Linked DNA regions of Cricetulus griseus: region 2 is linked to region 1. The links are chromatin contacts, called in public Micro-C maps. All regions are on one chromosome and are shown on one strand. The core of a region is the stretch at or near the end of the contact, and the rest is flanking DNA. Distances in the headings are between cores, read along the strand shown.

Region 1 (5,656 bases), core at 1,423-3,922:
GATTTTTGTTCTTTTGTTTTTCGAGACAGAGTCTCTCTCTGTGTCCTAGCTATCCTGGAACTCGCTCTGAACATCAGGCTGACCTTTAACTCAGGGAGATCTGCCTGCCTCAGCCTCCCGAGTGCTGGGATTAAAAACATATATATGGCCGGGCGGTGGTGGCGCACGCCTTTGATCCCAGCACTCGGGAGGCAGAGGCAGGTGGATCTCTGTGAGTTCCACCCTGGTCTACAGATCGAGTGCCAGGACAGCCTCCAAAGCTACACAGAGAAACCCTGTCTCTAAAAACAAACAAACAAGGTTGGTATGGAGACCCAAGAGATGGCTTAGTGGTTAAGCACACTCGTGGCTTTGCAGAGGACCAGCACCCACATGGCAGATTATGGTCATCTGTAATGCCTTACCCAGGATCGCGCGCCCTCTTCGGGCATCCCAGGCCCTGCAAGCATGCAATGCAGACACCTATTCGCACGCACACACGCACGCACGCACGCACGCACGCGCACTCTCTCTCTCTCTCTCTCTGAAGAGGCATTATTTTTTCACACATGGTCCCTAGTTCAGAGCTCTTGTGGCTGTTGGTAGCTATTAATGAGCTACAGATGGCGAAAGCCAGAACCATGATCTCCCAAGGGCAGTCTGACTCTGACCTTGTAGAGAGTGGGTTCTGCCAGATGGCAAGACATGGGCTTCCTGCTACCCAACCTCCTGGCAATGTCAGCAACAATCTCTGTGTTCTCTAGGTCAAGCACCTATTAGGCACAGGGAGGAAATAAACACTCTACCGTACATGAATTGCTCTGGAATGTCACTGCAGCATCATGCTTGGAAGCATAGTACCACTGAGATTTTCTGAATTGCAAGATACTTCCCTGGTACAATGGGGATCAAAACAGCACATTGCCCTTAAAATTGCTTTAAGGATGAAATGAAATAAGCAAAAATCTAGTGTGAGTGGGGTGCCGAGTAAGCACGCATGGTACATGTGTACAGGGTTGCAAAATTCTGGGGGCAACTGCATCACAATTTGGAGCCAAAGAAATGTTTTTGTTTCGTTGAGACAGAGTTTTGCTGTGTAGTCCGGACTGACCTGGAAATTGAGAAGCTGAGATTACAAAAATGAGCCACGACACCCAGCTCAAACCGATAGATTTGGGTCACTTACCCTCAGAATTATTTATAGAATTTAGTGTTCACCTTTAAAACCATTGATTTTGGGATACATAGTATTTTTCTTTTTCAAAAACAAAAAACCAAAAGGTGTCCCTCTTTTTTCTTCCCCGAGCCTTGCTGTCATACTTGAGCCGCATCTTTTTCCTCCCTCGTTTTATTTAGTAAAATAAACAAGGTAAAAAAAAAAATGTAGTAGGGACCGGCCAGCGCTGCTTTTTAGCAGACCCTGATGATGTTGCCTGTTCAGGTCCAGCAGAAAAGCCCAAGTTAGATGAGAGGGGGGCGCGGAAGGAGTGAAGACGGCCGTGTGCAGAAGGGCTGCGGGGCTCGGGGTGGGGAGGCGACCCACTGCAGCCCCGGGGCGGCGAACCACTGAGGGCAGCTGGGCAGGGGCCTGGCCACCGAGGCAGCTGAGTATTTTCTACCCATAAAAAGTGGCTATGTGACCAGCGAGCGCAGCTGGAGGCCGGCGGCCCACGGAGAGCCCCGCAGCAGCGCGGCTCCCGAGGCTGGGCAGTTACTCCCGACATGCTCCTCCCGCAGGATTTCAAACCACCACAACAGCCTGCCCGCACTCGCTCCCCGACCCCAGCAACAGGCGGCGGCCGGCGCCTCATTGGCCGCGACGCGCGGAGCTGCGTCCTCATTGGCCGCCGAGGCGCCGGCCCTCTTCCGCGCTCACAGCGGCCTCCATTTTGTCGGTAAAGGTAGAAGGAGCTGGGTTGAAGACGGAACTGTGGTCTGTGAGTTGCTGGTGGGCAGGTTTGATCGGTGCATCGTTTCTCCCTGGAAAGGGAGGGAGGTTTGGAGGTCGAGAGGGAGTCGCCGCTGCCGCCCGAACTCGAAGTCGGTGAGTGTGGCGGGGGCGGCCATGTTGGCCACCGCGGGCCCCATTGTTGGGCCCCGCTGAAGAGGAAGCAGGGTCGGCAGCGCGGCCCCCTAGCTGAGCCCTGGGGCATCGGCGGCGAGCCCCGGGCTGGGAGTGCGGACCTTGGGACAAAAATATTGGAGGCTTTCTCAGTCTTGTGAGGGTGTATTTGCTAGTTTGACTGTTCACTTTAGGGAGGCTTGCGTGCGTGCGTGCGTGCGTGCTTAAAAATGTCACCATGTTTCGGGACCCGGAGTGTAGAGTCGTAACCTAAAGCGCAATGTACATTGTTGGGAAGAGCATTGGTGTGGAAACGTGTGGGGTTGGAAGCAGAAAATCCGGACTTAACATGGTCCCTAGTTCCTTGGTGTGGTCACAGGAGCGAATGCTTCCTAAGTTTGACTTTAAAATGTAGACATCACCAAGAGTTAAGTGGACGTTTATGAGATCAAAGAAAGTCACGGTTTGATACATCTAGAGGCCTTGAAGTAGCCATTTACTTCTGTAGAAAGTTTAAGCGATCACTTTCTTGGGTTGTTTTCAAGAATTATCTTTCCTTTTCTAGCTAGGACTTCTCTCAAACTTGTGTGCTGAGGAGACTCGATGTTGGCCTCAGCTCCCAGGCTGAAATCAGCAGATTGGCTCATGAAAACTTATGTATTGAGACAAAGAAAAGGATCTAGCAGAAAGCAACATCTCTTATCCTGGGCGTGGCAGCAGGGAAGAGGACACAGAGTGGAAACCCTGCGATCTGAAAAGGAGACTGAAAGGTATCCTATTGAATGATAGATGCACTTCTAACCCATTAAGGACTGTAGCCATGCTTTATCCCTGCCTGCAATCCTAGCACTCAAGAGGCTGGGGAAAACTAAAGTTGGAGGCCGGGCCGGGCGTCGGTGGCGCACACCTTTAATCCCAGCACTCCGGAGGCAGAGGCAGAGGCAGAGGCAGGTGGATTTCTGAGAGCCTGGTCTGAGCGAGTGCCAGGATAGGCTCCAAAGCCACAGAGAAACCCTGTCTTAAAAACCAAAAAAACCTCAGGCCGAGAAGTGGTGGCACACGCCTTTAATCCCAGCACTCGGGAGGCAGAGGTAGGTGGATCTCTGTGAGTTCGAGACCAGCCTGGTCTCCAAGAGCTAGTTCCAGGACAGCCTCCAAAGCCACAGAGAAACCCTGTCTCGAAAACAAAACAAGTTGGAGGCCAGTCTGGTATAAGGCCACCCTGCCTGAAAGGGGCGGTGGTGAATTTAAGTGTGTGGGCCATTTTCTTAGGCTGTACACAGAACGACTAGATCTCGCTAATTTTATTTAGCTTTCACAAAAATAAATTTTTTTTGTTTTTGGTGTTTGATTCAGGACTTGCTTCAATATTTTTGAGGTGAATGCTCTGGTGGGGCAAGTCTGTCTCCTAACAGCTAGCCTTGTTTTCTTTACTAACATTTCTAGAATCGGAGCTATGGAAACTTCAGAAAGGATATGTGGAATTTTACTAGTTTACATTTATTTATTTTCAGGTGACAAAGAAGCTGAAGATGGGTGGTGGAGAGAGGTATAACATTCCAGCCCCCCAATCTAGAAATGTTAGTAAGAACCAACAACAGCACAATAGACAGAAGACCAAGGATCAGAATTCCCAGATGAAGATGGTTCCTAAGAAAAAAGAAAGAGGACACGGGTACAATCCGGCGGCAGCTGCGCGGCAGGCCATGCAGAATGGGGGCAAGAACAAGAGCCTCGCCAACAACCCAAGTTGGAATGCTAGCCTATCAAGCCCAAGCTTGCTTTTTAAGCCTCAAGCTAACCAGAACTATGCCGGAGCCAAATTTAGTGAACCACCATCACCAAGTGTTCTTCCCAAGCCACCAAGCCACTGGGTTCCTGTTTCATTGAACCCTTCAGATAAGGAAACAATGACATTTCAACTTAAAACCCTACTTAAAGTACAGGTTTAAAAATCTTAAGTACTTTTAAATTTTGTGATGTTCACATAGCCATCAGTTGGTTTGACTTTAGGGAAGTTTTATATAAAACTGCTAATTTACAAGTATACTCAAACATTTATGTAGTGTGTGTAGTGTCAGGATAATTTAACTAATTCTACTTGGTAGTCTTGCTAACTAAATTGAAGCTTAGATTTGGGGATCAGTAACCAGCTTTATTGTCTAACAAGAAACCAAACAAAAGACAGTGTTTAGTTAAGATATACAAAGACTGCAAACAAGGTACACAGTTGAGTTACATATTCTAGGGACCCAAACCGTAACATTATAGGCATCTTTGTAAGTAGCTACATATATTTGTGGCAAATGTGTAAAGGCACTTGTAGCTTATTAGAATTAGGTAGATAGCCCCGTGGTCATTTCTTAAATGCAGTCAGTGGATAGGCATTTATGTACCAAATCTCTTTCAAAATATTGACTAGCTTTCAAAGGACACGTTGATAGCATCCTTACAAACCTGCTGAGGTGATCTGGCCTAACTCCTACAAAGCTTGCTTTGCAGGGAGTTGTGTATGTGAAAATTAAAATACCTAGGGAAGAAAAGAGCCATGTAAATACATGTAATCTTGTAACATATGTAAAGTTTTCTGGCCTTTATTCTACAAAAGACTTTTTAGTGTCAATTTGCTGAATGTAAGACCATGAACTTTTTTTTTTAATACTATGGCCTAATTTTAAAGGTCTCCAGTTTTTTTTTTAATTGCCCTTGTGCTTAAGTGCCAGTATATCAATTGTGTTAAATTTTATATCAAAAGGCTTTAAGCTGCTAAGAACATTTCCTGTTTTTAAGGAGATTTTAAGATTCTCTACATCTTTTTAAATCCAAAGATTCATTTTGACTTTATCAAATCCTAGAATGATTAAGTGACCCAGGATTCTTTATGCAAAGTACAAATAGCAAGTTGCTTTTCAGGGCTTATAAGCAAAATCGCCAATTAAGTTCAAAACAAATACTGCCGAAATCAAACATTGAGTATACAAAAGGACAAGTCCATAAAATAATTATGATCTGGTTTTGAATCGCAAAATTCAGAAATAAAACTTCTTTCCTCCCCAGTAGATTGTTTTCATTTTAATGATTTTCGGCTACCTAATCTTGGGATATGACTGTTGGCCTGTGAGGTTACTGCTTTGCTTACTTACTGCTTGTTAAACTGGACCTTCTTTTGAGGCAGGGTCTCTGTAGCATGCTTCCATTAAAGGTGTATGCCGCCATACCCAGCCATATAGTAAACTTACTTTCCCGAATCGCTAATGGTAAAAAAAATGAAACCAATCCTGTGCAACCTTAAAAATGTTGAGTTTAAGACAGTTTAATGGTGGCACATGCCTTTAGTCCCAGCACTCCAGAGACAGAGGCAGGCTGTTCCAGGACAGCCTCCAAAGGCACAGAGAAACCCTGTCTCGAAGGGAAAAAAAAAAAAAAGCTTAATGGAAAATTTCCCCATTCCATGATTATTTACAGAAAATTATCAGGATTTAAACTAGCAAAAATTTTTAAGAGTGTGTAGGCCTACAAGTCTGAGGGTCCAGGACAGCTAGGGCTACATGGAGACCTTGTCTCAAAGCAATCAGCAATTGCACAACTTCAATCGAGTGAGGGCACTTTAAATTA
Region 2 (5,496 bases), core at 1,532-4,031, 39 kb after region 1:
GTAGCTATCCCCCATTCTTATCTTCAGTTGCGTTTTTATTTTTAGTGTTACTTATAGAACACTCTGGACTTACTAGCTGAGCATGTAGGCCTTTTACCAAATGAGTATTCAAAGAACATAGGTGGGATGGCAGGGAAAAGACAAGCTCTGGGGCTCTGACTACTTACTGTGATGAGATTGAAGGCCAGTTTCCAAAATTCTGTTCTCTGCCTCAGTTTCTCCATGCTCTCTCTCTCTCTCTCTCTCTCTCTCTCTCTCTCTCTCTCTCTCTCTCTTAGTTTCCTGTTGCTTCGATAAAAAGGCAACCTAAAGGAAAAAAGTTAATTTTTTTTGGAAAAGGGTTAATTTGGTTTATAATTTCAGGTTATAGTTTTTCTTTGTAGGGAAATGAAGGCAGCAGGAACAAGAAGGAACTGGTCATTATTGCATTCACAGTGTAGAGCAGAAAACGATGAATTAATGCTTGCATGCCACTACTCAGCCTGATTTCTCCATTCACAAAGTTCAGAATCTCCTGCCTAGGAAATGTGCTGTCCACAGTGGACAGATCTTCCCAGCTCAATTAACAAATTGAGGATAATCCTCCACAGACATGCTCACAAAAGCCAACCTAAATAATCCTTCACCGAGACTCCATTCCCAAGTGATTCTAAATTGTGTCAACAATAAAGCTAACCACAGTATGTGTACGTACATGTATATGTGTGTGTTCATGCGTGTGTGCATGCCTGTGTGTGTGCGCATGTGGAAACCAGAGGTCAACCTTGGATATGGTTTCTCAGGAGCAATCTACCTTGTTTTTGGAGACCGGTTCTCCAAAGCCCTGGGATCCAGGGATTACACATTAGGCTAGGCTGGATGGCTACTGAACCCCAGGAATTCACCTGTCTTTACTTCCAGTATTGGAATTGCAAGTGTGTGCTACCACACTCAAGTTTTTTGCTTGTTTTTTTTTTTTTTTTTTTTTTTGGGCAGGGTTTCTCTGTGTAGCCCTTGATGTCCTGGAACTCACTCTGAAGACCAGGCTGGCTTCAGACTCAGAGATCTGCTTGCCTCTGCCTCATGAGTGCTGGGATTAAAAGGTTGCGCCGTAACCACTGGCTGACCTCAAACTTTAACTGTGGGTTCTGGGATCAAACTCAGGTTCTCATGCTTCCGAAGTGAGCACTTTACCATCTGAGCAATCTCCTATGCCTCTGGCTCCACCTTTTCTTGAGAGGCCTCACTGTATAGCTCAGGCTTCCCTCAAACTTGAGAAACAGGAGGGTCTCTGCCACCTCCCTGTTCTGGGATTACAGGTGTATACCACCAGACCTTGTTTTTCCTTCATTCTTTGAAAGATTTTGCATCTGTTAATGGAAAAAAAATTCTCAGTGTCTTAACAAATATCAAGAGACAGGAAATCTCTCTGTGTATTGAATCTCTGATTTATTTCACTTTATTTATTTATTTATTTATTTATTTATTTATTCTGCACCTAGGCATCAGGTAGAATGTCATAAAAGCCATTGTTTGTGGGGATGGAACCCAGGGCCTTGTATATACTGGGCAAGTGCTCTATTGGTCAGCATCTTCAGTTCTTGTGGGAGTTGTTCTTGAATGTGAGCAAAGTGTTACTAAAGAATGACAACCGGGGGTCTACTTATGGTCAGCTGTCCCTATAGGCTGGCTATATTGGGAAGCCAAGCTTAACTCACAATGCTTCTTTCAGTGTTCATGTTAACCGTGTAGGTAGAATTAGTCAGAAAACTGATGGTCAGAGAAACCCGGGTATTCACTCAGTGATGCTCCCTGTGGACCTACTATGTGTCCGATGCTGTTCTAGGTAGCAGAGATGCAGTATGGATGAAATGGATGAAAACTGCAGCTTGGAGGGCAGCCAGGTAGCACACAAGAAGCAGGAATATACAGAGGCTGTCAGGGGCTGCTGGGTGTAGGGAGAAAAATGAAGCAGATGAAGCATCTTGGCTTGCTTTCTCTTGCTATGATAAACAAGACCCAAAGCAACTTGGAGAGTAAACGGTCTGTTTGGCTTACAGAGCAAGGTCACAGTTGATCATTGAGGAAAGTCAGGGCAGGAACCTGGAGGCAGGAATTGAAACATGGGCCATAAATGCTGCTTACTGGCTTTCTGAGCTACTCTTTTTACACAATCACCGCCCACAGTGGGCTTGGTCCTAACACATCAATCATCAGTTAGAAACCGTCCCACAGATTTGCCTAAAGGCCAATCTGACAAAGGCATTTTTCTCAGTTGAGGTTTCCTCTCCCCAAATGATGCTTGCTAGCTTGTGTCAAAAGTAACAAAACATTAACCAGCATACGGTGGAGGGGTAAAGGGGAGGGTGCGATTCGTCATAAGATGATAGGAGAAGGTCTCAAGAAAAGACAGCCTTGGAGCAAAGACTTGAGGGTGGGGAAGTGGGCCTTGTGGAAGCTTGAAGCTTCCTAGAGGAAGGATGGCTGACAGGCAGGCACCGTGTGTGTGTGTGTGTGTGTGTGTGTGTGTGTGTGTGTGTGTGTGTGCGTGCGTGTGTTGGCAGGCACCGTGTGTGTGTGCGTGTGTGTGTGTGTGCTGGGGATCGCACCTAGGGACTTGTGAATGCTAGACAAGCTACCCCTGAGCTGCACAAAACCGGAGCCTGTAATTTGCAAACAGCCCTGCCCCAAAGGCAAGCCCGGTGAGTGCAATTCTGCGCATGCGTGTGTGCATCTGCGTCTCAGAGAAAACCCAGTTCTCTCTACTGACACCTTCCTGAGGCTGAGGCCTCTCACCGGTGGTTTTCATGGAAAATTGGCAGCTCTTCTAGTCGCCTCACCCTGAGCCCTGCACCACATTCCAGTGGCTTTATTTGTGTGCCTTGGAGCCCTGCCAGGCAAGGCCCGGGACAGGTTGCCATGGTGATCTCAGCACATTCTCCAGAGAAGTTTTCAAGGATGTTGCCTTCAGGCTTGAAATAGTTCTCACTTGCAGGGTGACTGGAGGATGATGAACTCTGGTGCGGTGAACAGAGCCCGGAAACCTGTTTATTTTCTCCGTGAATTTGCAATCTTTAATGTTGGAGGGAAGGCACTCCTCAGGCCCCCTACCTTAGGACCGATGGTGGCTTTACTGTGATATGTGTAAAGCTTGCTTTTAGTGGCAACTTCCATAGTTTGCTTTAAAGAGCTTGGTAAAACATATCTATCTATCTATCTATCTATCTATCTATCTATCTATCTATTTATCTAGAGAGACAGGGCTCCTCTGTGTAGCCCTGGAACTTGCTCTGTAGACCAGGCTGGCCTTGAACCCAGAGATTTGCCTTCTTTTGCTTCCCAAATGCTGAGATTAAAGGCATGTGCCTGGCACCAACGGCGATTTTGAAAATCAAACATTCTTGCACAATGTCGTCCATTCAAAGACACGGGAAGCAGAGGAAGCCGTGAATGAGTGAAGTCCTGAGTGAGCTTGAATGTGTATTGTTGCCATGGGCACAACTATGTCGGGGACTCCAATACCCCAGGCCCACAGGAGTGGCAAAGCCTTCCCTGGGCGAGGCTCTGCTGGGTTGGCCATTGGTCAGTGCGTGCAGACTGCAGCTTCCTCCTCCAGGGTTTACGTTATGAAACTGCTACCCTACAGAGACCAGCTACTAAGGCTAGCCAACCCCTCCCTCTATGCTGTAGGTAATAAGCAAGCTGAGGTTCTGGGTGGAGGAGGTAGCTGATCCCCGCGTGATCCAGCTTCTCCAAGCAGGGTTCCAGAACTGAATCCATGACGGCGGAGGCACAAAAATTTACTAAATTGTTACACATGCTGAGGCAATGATGGGAGGAAACTATGAAAACTCACTATTTTATATATTCAAGCCATTATGTTTCCCAAAGAGGGGAAAACTTAGTATGTACAGCAAAGGTCCCACAATTTGTTTCTGCAACAGTCTTGAATCTCAGCTGACACGTCTCAGGCAGCATTCACGGGTACTGTGTGGTGCGACAGCAAGCGCAGTTCCAAGTGCCCGTGTTGTATTTTCGGAACCAAGGCTGCGGTGGAGTCTCATGGTGCGACATGGGGTGTGAAGGCTGCGGGAGACACCTTGTGTTCATCACGTTTGATTCTGAATTGATTTATTTGTTGTCGTGGGATCAAAACTTCTATGTTTGCCAGATTATTCATGGACCCCACTTTCAGTTACAGATGCTCTTGTGGGGGTCAAGACCCACGGTTTAGGAAGCCGGGCATGGTGGCACATGCCTTTAATTCAAGTACTTAGGAGGCAGAGGCAGTTGGATCTTCTCTGTGAGTTCAAGGCCAGCCTGGTCTACCCAGCAAATTCCAGGATAGTCAGGGTAATGTAGAGACTCTGTCTCAAAAACAAAAAACAAAAAACAAAAAACAAAAACAACAACAACAAAAAACTGTGTATTTAGAGAAACTACAGTAAGATAAGACTAGGTGAAGAAAGTCTGGCTGGTGGTAGTCTCTTGTTTTTATTTTTTAAATTATGTGTATATATGTGTGAGAATGTGCTCTGTGAGTGCAGTTGCCTGAAGAGTCCAGAAGAGGGTATTGGATCCCCTGGAACTGGAGTTACAGGTACTTGTGACCCACCAGATGTGGGTGCTGGGGACTGAACTCAGGTCCGGTGTGTACTCTTAATCTCTCGGACACTTTCCCAACCCTCTTTAAAAAAAGTGGTGCTTGTGTTGTTTTGTATTCAGTATAGTAGCTTCACCTTAAGCGACTGTGGTTGCATCTGGCAATTGCAACTGCAGCCACCAGCAGCAGCTAGGTCTCACCTGCCGCAGCCAGGTGGGAATTCTGTTCCCTCAGGCACTGGCTGTATTATGCTACTAAAGGAAGGAAACTTTATCTAAATTGCTATCGTTCTATAGAATTTAGGATTCAAAGGCTGAGGTGAAATCCTGCTAGCTCAGAGAGGCTGACTAACAAGTAGCTAATCTTCTTCTCTCCTTGCTCACATCTCCCTAAAAGGGTGTGTCCTTCTGCTCAGCCCCCACTAAAGCACCCTGGTTACACATGGTTCCTCCCGACCACTTCCTGTCAGGTAGTTGCTGACTCAACCACCTTACCCCAGGTTGATTTTATTTATTCAAACCAATGTCATCTTTCTATTGTTAACAAAAGCAGAAGAAACAAATGTAACATACTTGTGTGTTTGTGTGTTCCTGTACCTGCACCCACGGAAGCCAGGTGTGGGCATCAGAGCCTCTGCAGCTGGAGTTACAACCATTTTGTGGGTCTCCTAAGGTGGATGCTAGGATTCGAAAAGCGCCAAGTACTCTTCAGTGTTAAGCCACTCTGGCCCGGCAGTGTTTCTTCACTGTCTCCTAGCTCCTGTTCTGGCCTCGCTGCAATCCGGTCTCCAGGGCATCATTGTTTGGAACTTTATAGTGGCTGGCCATGCAGTATGACCTCTGGAGCTCAGAGTCCCTTTCCTGGCTGGTGCCCCTGGACACCCTCAGGCTTCCTTTGGCTGTCCCCCCTCCCCT

Evidence for each region. A called contact is a pair of places that touch in the nucleus more often than the background predicts.
Region 2: a Micro-C map of the CHO-K1 cell line shows a contact between it and region 1, with 2.5 times the contacts expected there. The contact joins the enhancer-like site here to the promoter of Pnrc2 in region 1. A contact is called at or near these places in 3 of 8 Hi-C or Micro-C datasets (the CHK-Q cell line and the CHO-K1 cell line).

Annotation. Positions count from the first base shown.
Region 1 is chr2:17,423,124-17,428,779 of CriGri-PICRH-1.0, forward strand. It overlaps Pnrc2 (proline-rich nuclear receptor coactivator 2), which reads left to right and starts at 2,673. Exons shown (of 2, transcript XM_035439512.1): 1 at 2,673-2,811; 2 at 3,556-5,100. The coding sequence starts at 3,574. The coding sequence ends at 3,993.
Region 2 is chr2:17,461,605-17,467,100 of CriGri-PICRH-1.0, forward strand. No RefSeq gene overlaps it. Among named protein-coding and RNA genes, the nearest start is that of Srsf10, 21 kb to the left of the region's middle. Within about 2 kb of position 2,782, at least 4 of the 6 cell types and tissues checked have open chromatin away from gene starts, as enhancers often do. A contact at or near this core is called in the CHO-K1 cell line, where this site is marked.